Linked DNA regions of Mus musculus: region 1 is linked to region 2. A link is a contact called in public promoter capture Hi-C data. All regions are on one chromosome and are shown on one strand. The core of a region is the stretch at or near the end of the contact, and the rest is flanking DNA. Distances in the headings are between cores, read along the strand shown. Region 1 holds the start of Utp3 (UTP3 small subunit processome component). Region 2 overlaps Enam (enamelin).

Evidence for each region. Promoter capture Hi-C pulls out the DNA fragments that hold promoters and counts their contacts.
Region 1: a promoter capture Hi-C map of pre-B cells shows a contact between it and region 2. The contact joins the promoter of Utp3 here to the enhancer-like site in region 2. A contact is called at or near these places in 3 of 39 promoter capture datasets (the C10 cell line, liver and pre-B cells), 4 of 15 datasets of contacts at CTCF or cohesin (CD8 T cells, the G1E-ER4 cell line, large pre-B cells and 1 more), 33 of 484 Hi-C or Micro-C datasets (the AML12 cell line, B cells, the Ba/F3 cell line and 23 more), 4 of 115 datasets of contacts at active chromatin or transcription factors (the SCID.adh cell line, embryonic stem cells and large pre-B cells) and 2 of 9 other capture datasets (adipose tissue and liver).

What each region holds. Positions count from the first base shown.
Region 1 is chr5:88,552,790-88,556,734 of GRCm38.p6, forward strand. It overlaps Utp3 (UTP3 small subunit processome component), which reads left to right and starts at 1,673. Exons shown (of 1, transcript NM_023054.2): 1 at 1,673-3,301. The coding sequence starts at 1,825. The coding sequence ends at 3,234.
Region 2 is chr5:88,498,352-88,502,122 of GRCm38.p6, forward strand. It overlaps Enam (enamelin), which reads left to right. Exons shown (of 10, transcript NM_017468.3): 9 at 265-315; 10 at 3,108-3,771. Among named protein-coding and RNA genes, the nearest start is that of Enam, 12 kb to the left of the region's middle. Within about 2 kb of position 1,715, at least 35 of the 459 cell types and tissues checked have an H3K27ac peak or open chromatin away from gene starts, as enhancers often do. A contact at or near this core is called in CD8 T cells, the SCID.adh cell line, Th1 cells and 3 more, where this site is marked.

The sequences.
Region 1 (3,945 bases), core at 423-2,922, 54 kb after region 2:
CCGGGGCCTAGCAAACACAGAAGTGGATGCTCACAGTCAGCTAATGGATGGTTCACAGGGCTCCCAATGGAGGAGCTAGAGAAAGTACCCAAGGAGCTAAAGGGATCTTCAACCCTATAGGTGGAACAACATTATGAACTAACCAGTACCCCTGAGCTCTTGACTCTAGCTGCATATGTATCAAAAGATGGCCTAGTCGGCCATCACTGGAAAGAGAGGCCCATTGGACACGCAGACTTTGTGTGCCCCGGTACAGGGGAACGCCAGGGCCAAAGGGGGGGAGTGGGTGGGTAGGGGAGTGGGGGTGGGTGGGTAAGGGGGACTTTTGGTATAGCATTGGAAATGTAAATGAGCTAAATACCTAATAAAAAATGGAAAAAAAAAAAAAAGAAAAAAAAGACAAGACCCCATGTGGTATGCATAATCACGACTTTGTATATCCTTTTAAATAAGGAAGCTGACATAAAAGGTCATACATTTGAGATAGCTTAGGTGGTAGCCCTGTCTACTAAGCTTGACACCAGTTCGATTCTCTTAGACCCATATGTCACTTCTCCCATTTGACTGAGTTTTCTGTTTGGTGTACCCGTGCGCCCTCCTAAACCACAAGGTCTCCTATTTTGGCCTTTATCTCTTTTCCTTTTCCTCTTCTTCCTCTTCCCTCCTCTTTCCTCCTCCCCACTTCTTCTCCCCTTCTCCCTCTCTCCCCTCTCCCTCTTCTTTCTCTTCTCCTCCCCTCCCTTGTTAAATCTATTTTGCTCATTTCCTTCCTTCATTCTCCTCTCTCCTCTCCCCTCCCTCCCTTGTTAAATCTATTTTGCTCATTTCCTTCCTTTATTCTCCCCTCCCCTCCCCCCCCCCATCTCTGCCTAAAACGCTGCCACGGAAGTTTGGTGCTTGATCAATGTTGAAGAACACAACAATGAATAATCATTAAATGTTGCAACCCAATTCTATACATAGGAGGCTGTCCGCGGCTGACAGCCTCACAGTTTTCCAGAACGTCTAGAAAAGCGAAGCTATTCCAGTAGAAGGACACCGCGCGTCTTTTACTCTTCCCGGTTACATCGTCCCCAAAAAACCCCGAAGTCCTCTCTCGGGTCGCCTAAAAGCAGAGACTCGCCGCGCGGGGCCCGGAAACGCGGCGCCTACGGTAGCAACTCCCAGGCAAAAACAGAGAAAAGCACCAATCCGGGAGGCTGAGGCTGACAACATGGCGAGTCCCGGCTTCAGAAGTCAAGACAGACAAAAAACAAAACTAAACAAAACACAAACAAAACCCTGACTAACTTCCACTCTGGCAAACGGAGAACACGAAACCGTGAGCTGGGCAACTATCTAGCGTGGCCCAGTGGGCGCCCTGCCGACGCGTGGGAACGTAGATGCCCCGCGCCCTCTGTCGGCCGCGGGCTGTCTCGCGGCGTCCCTGGCGGGATTCCGGCTTCACGCCGGAAGTCACCAGAGAGAGAGAGAGCTCGGAAGTAGCCACAAAAGGATCCGCGGAACGGAAATATCCTTGGCCTAGCGTTCCTACCCGGAAGTTTTCATTCGCCGGAACCGACTGGTTTTTAAAAAGACACGGCGGCGGGATTACGCTGGGGGGGGGGGGGGGAGCGGAAGTTTAGGCGCGCGCGCTGCGCGGAGAGCACCCTGGGAGCGGAAGGAAACAGGCCTTTCCCAGACTCTCTGCTCCGGTGGTCACCGACTTGGGTTCGCGGAGCGTGCTGGTGCTGAAAGCCTCCGCTTGCCGGCATCATTCTGGGCGGAGGTCAGAAGTGGCGGAAATCGCGGCGTCGCTTGGGAACCCGGGACCGCTGGTGAGCCATGGTGAAGAAATCACGGCGGCGTGGAGCGGCTCAGTGGGCCGCCGTGCGGGCCCAGGCAGGTCTCACCGCCACGGACGAAAATGAGGACGACTTGGGGTTGCCGCCCTCTCCAGGGGACTCCAGCTACTACCAAGACCAGGTAGATGAGTTCCATGAAGCGCGATCTCGGGCAGTCCTGGCCAAGGGCTGGAACGAAGTCGAGAGTGGGGAGGAGGATGGCGATGAGGAGGAAGAGGTGCTACCTCTAGATATTGATGATGGAGATGACGAAGATGGAGAGAGTTCGGAGGAGGAGGAGGTTGGAGAGGATGATGACGGCGGAAGCTCCGTGCAGAGTGAGGCTGAGGCCTCTGTGGACCCTAGCTTGTCCTGGGGTCAGAGAAAAAAGCTTTATTACGATACGGACTATGGTTCCAAATCCCGAGGCCGTCAGAGTCAGCAAGAAGTAGAAGAGGAGGAAAGAGAAGAAGAGGAGGAGGCACAGATAATTCAGCGGCGCTTGGCCCAAGCCCTGCAAGAGGATGATTTTGGAGTCGCTTGGGTGGAGGCCTTTGCAAAGCCGGTGCCCCAGGTAGACGAAGCTGAGACAAGGGTTGTGAAGGATTTGGCTAAAGTCTCGGTAAAAGAGAAGCTGAAAATGTTGAAGAAAGAATCACCAGAGCTCTTAGAGCTCATAGAAGACCTCCAAGCCAAGTTGACAGAGGTGAAGGATGAGTTAGAACCCTTGTTACAGTTGGTGGAGAAAGGGGTCATTCCAACTGGAAGAGGAAGCGAATACCTGAAGACTAAGTATAATCTCTACTTGAACTATTGCGCCAACATTAGCTTTTATTTGATCTTAAAAGCCCGGAGAGTCCCTGCACATGGACATCCTGTTATAGAAAGGCTTGTTACCTACAGAAATCTGATCAACAAGCTGTCGGTTGTGGATCAGAAACTGTCCTCTGAAATCCGTCACCTCCTCACAGCCAAGGATGGTGCTGTAAAGAAAGAAATGACTCCAAAAGCAAAATTAACCAAAACCAAGCCCAAGTCTGTAAAGCAGGCTGCTGCTGTTGCCCTGACTGATGAGCCTGATTTTGATGGGGCTGCTCTCAAGTACTATAAGGAAATGGAAGACAGGCAAGAGTTGAAGAGAAAGAAGGAAGAAAACAGTGCTGAAGAACAGGCTCTCGAAGAACAAAATGCAAAGAGAGCCATTACCTACCAGATTGCTAAAAATAGGGGACTTACACCCAGGAGAAAGAAGATTGATAGAAATCCCAGAGTGAAACATAGGGAAAAGTTCAGAAAAGCCAAAATCCGACGACGAGGCCAGGTTCGTGAAGTTCGCAGAGAAGAACAGCGGTACAGTGGTGAACTCTCTGGCATTCGTGCTGGAGTTAAGAAGAGCATTAAGCTTAAGTAAAGTTGCTCTTTGGCCTAGCTTTTGGCAATTATTTTAGGTCAATAAAAAGTGTTTTGAAGTAAAGTGATTGTGTTTGTAATACCTATTTTTTTTTCTTTAAGTTTAAAATTTGTTGTCAGCAGGGAATTAGGGGTTGCTGCTTTGGGCTTTGTTGGTTGGTCTTTTGTACTGGGTGCTGAGAACTTGAACCTGGAGCCTGTGCATAACTAACCAAGCACTCATACAAGTGAGCTGTCTCCAGCCCGGGGTTGCTACTTTATTCATCCATTAAAGTCCTACTAAGAATTGTAATTGGAGGGTAAAAAAACTGTGTAATATTTTAGCACATTAGCCTAGAAAGTTTCCCCACCTAGTTGTGCAGTGTTAATGAAATTAACACTTTAACACTTTTATATAAGTTTTCATGTGGAGACAATGAAAACCTTTGACAGTCATGGGGGGGGGGTTGTTTGTTTCTTTTTTGTAAGATAGCCTGCAAAAGTGATCTAACAGATTTCAATTATAATTGTAATTCTTGGGACAGAATATTTGTACATATGCATTTACCGTGCATCTGTGGTAAAAAGCAGCTTTGGTTAAATGTGACAGAAAGGATAATTGCACCAATTGTATTTTTTTAATAATCCTTTTTATGGTAACTAAGGTAGAAATTCCATATCCCCTCTGCTGGTGATTGGTGGTGGTTGCTATTTGATTCTCAGTTTGCTGGGA
Region 2 (3,771 bases), core at 465-2,964:
CATACACAGACAATCACACACACAAACACGCACACATAGACACAAACACACATATACATACAATCACATACACATTTCTAGTCCAGTCTAATGGTGCACAACTGTAATCCCAGCACTTAGAAGGCTGAGGCAGGAAGATTGCCAAGAACTCAAGGACAGCCCAGATCCATAATGGTCCTGATATAAAACAAGATCCTGCCTTTAAAACAAAGAGAAGAAAGCAAAGTGGTTGGTTCCTTGCTCACTGTGCTCTTCATCTTTCAGAGGGGACCACCAACAGCGTTTGGACGGCCAAAGTTCAGCAATGAAGAAGGAGTAAGTACGAGTGGCTCTGTCACCCTGGTTAAGAACTATAGTCTATCAGCTGCTATCATTTAACCCAATGCCACAAGAACTTAAAACCATCGCTAAAAACGTCTTTAACTCGAGCTCTCAAGTTTTTTTTTTTTAAGTGAAATAAAATCAAGCCAGTAGTGTGACTAAGTGTGATGCAGTGCTGGTTGTGGCAGCACCGGCCTAGTCTCAGCACAGCAGGCAGCTGCGTGGCTTTGTCCCTAAACCCAGCACCACTTCCATGGTGCATAATCCCTCTACATGGATTGAAAGACTGTACACAGATTTGCTGTGGAAACTATTAGCTTCTTTGCAAACCTGATAGTGAACCCTAGAAAGTGAAACACACAGAAAGAAATTAAGATCATCTTAGAATATTCTCTTCACAGGAAACTACATTATTGTCTAAATATCTCATTGAATAAATACTGAAATCCAGAGAACATAAATTAATATCCAATTTTTCCTCTTGGGTTACAGGATAAACTGGACCAAACCCAAGTCTTATGATACGATACCATTTTTACTATATTCCAGGAAAGTAATCAAGTATGCCCAGTATGCCAATTCTTAGTATGTCAGCAAATAAACTGTTCTCGTGGTCCACCCTGGACTTGGCTTACTCTTTACCTCTAGCTATGTGGCATGCACTCCGTGAAGGCAGAAATGTACACCTTTGCCGGAGGAGGAAGGAGCAAGGTATCACTAAAGTAATGGTGGTGAAATATTATTTCAATAATATCACGGGACGTTTAAAATACTATATCACTATAAAATACCCACGTAAGAGTGTCTCAGGCCATTGTATACAATACCCTTACTTAGAAACTAGAACTTCAGATTTTCATAAAATTTAGCAAGTAAAACAGAGTAATTCAGACATAAACATAGGCTTAAATCTGTGTCCTATCTCTTGGGAAAACTAAGGCTGGGGATATAGCTCAGTAGTAGAAGACTTAACTACCATGCCTATGTTTAATCACCAGCACAGGGGAAAAATTAAATAACCAAATGATACACACGTCTAAAAAAATCACATAGGTTGTTAATTTAATTCAAAATTATTAAGTATTTCCCACTGGTCTAGAAAACTAGAATAGCAAGACAATATTTTTACTTGAAAGCTTCCCATGGAGATGTCAAGTGGGAGGAGCCCAGTGAAATAAGCAAGTCAAACCTGCTGCGCTGGTAACCACAGCCGAAGGCTGCAGACATGAGCAGCAGAGCCTGAGTCCAGCACTGTTCCAGGAGCCAGGTGCACCTGGCTGTGGCACTCAAGCTGCATCTTGAAGTCAAGTGTGCTGGGAGGGCTGAGGGTGTAGGTGGGAAACAGTTAGATAGGGAGAGGCCATGTGCAAAGACTCAAGAGAATTAACAGCGGAGGCAATTTGCAACCACATCAAAGTTTAAGGAAGAGGAACTAAGGTTAAAGGTCATGGCCATGACTCAGATGATTGTAAAAGTTTTAAAATGTTTAGTTCAATATGTAGCATTTATTAGAAACAAAATTCCAGATATGAAGATCTAGAGAAAGATATAGATATATTCTCATTTGACTCTCAGGACAAATTGTATGGTTTTTACTATCCTATTATTATTGTCTCCATATTACAATTGAATAATGTGAATTTAGCCAACAGTTATAGCCCTAAAAGTTGTAGAAAGTCCTGCATTGCACATGTATATAGCACCAAGGCATTCTGCTTTCTGTTATGCTAAAGAATTTATAGTTTATCCTTTAAGGGAAAGGCAATTCTGAACACATATTTAAAGAGAAAAATGTTTCCATTCCCAGAAACAGACCCCTAGTGTCTCCTACTCTGATGGAAATCATAAAGTAAAGTAAGATTACACATACAGTGGTCACTGAGAAAGCAATGTCAATAGTTTGGGAGTGGTAGGCAAAAAAAAGACAGGGCAAGGCTGAAAGTTCAGATAGAACGTTTGGACTTGGTAATTAACTGTCTGGGGAAATAAGATAGAAAGCAGAAGCTGGGGCAACTGGGTTTGAGATTAGAAAATGCTCCTTAGATGCAGGATAATGACGTTTATGGGGAGATGAACCCAGTTCTGGGTGCATTCAGTTGGAAGAGTCTGGAGCCTTACTCATTGGACCTTCGGCAAGAACTGTAGGACAGGCTTTTGCCTTTGTGAAATAAAAGCATGTATCCATATTTGAAGTTCAGGCTCAGCAACATAGGAGAGTAAAATGAGAGCACAGAAATGAGGAGAAAAGGGGATGGAATCAAAAACAAAAACTATTAATCATGATGTTGCCCTGCCTGTAATCCTGGCACTCTGAAGGCAAAGACAGGAGGATCCCTGCAAGTTTTGCACGACACTGATCCACATAGCAAGTTACAGGCCAGCCAGGGTTATATGGCAAAGCTCTATTTCAAAAATAAATAACTAGATACAATATCAAGAATTATAACAGTTAACTTGGACACTGTAGCTCACATGTGTAACCTCAGCACTCAGGGGCTCAAGCATGGGGGTTTTCACACATTCAAAGCCTAAGCAATAGTCTCATACTGTGAGATCCTAGATCAAAAAGCATTTTAACCCTAAGGTTCAGGATGTGGGCCTAAAGGCTAGAGAGACTACTCAGCACCAAAGGGTAGAACAGAGGCCTCGAACATCTAGAGGAGAGTGTAGGCTGTCATGGTATGAGAAGCCTGTGGAGGAACTTTCCCAGTTACACTAAGCAATTCCAAGCAACACCATGGAAGCAAGCAAAGAATGATTCTCCTTTCCTGTCTTCTTTCCTATAGAATCCTTACTATGCATTTTTTGGATATCACGGCTTTGGGGGTCGTCCTTATTACTCAGAAGAGATGTTTGAAGATTATGAAAAACCCAAAGAAAAAGACCCTCCTAAACCAGAGGACCCACCTCCAGATGACCCACCCCCAGAGGCCTCTACAAACTCAACTGTGCCTGATGCTAATGCCACTCAATCAATTCCTGAAGGCGGAAATGACACTAGCCCAATAGGAAACACAGGCCCTGGGCCGAACGCTGGGAACAATCCTACAGTTCAAAACGGTGTCTTCCCTCCCCCTAAAGTTAATGTTTCAGGCCAGGGAGTACCAAAAAGCCAAATTCCGTGGAGACCAAGTCAGCCAAATATTTATGAGAATTATCCTTACCCAAATTATCCTTCAGAAAGACAATGGCAAACCACTGGTACCCAGGGGCCTAGACAGAATGGACCTGGCTACCGAAATCCACAAGTTGAAAGGGGTCCTCAGTGGAATTCCTTTGCTTGGGAAGGCAAACAAGCTACTCGTCCAGGAAACCCAACTTACGGTAAACCTCCCTCTCCTACCTCCGGGGTTAATTATGCAGGAAATCCAGTCCATTTCGGAAGAAACCTGCCAGGGCCAAATAAACCCTTTGTGGGAGCCAATCCGGCCTCAAATAAACCCTTTGTGG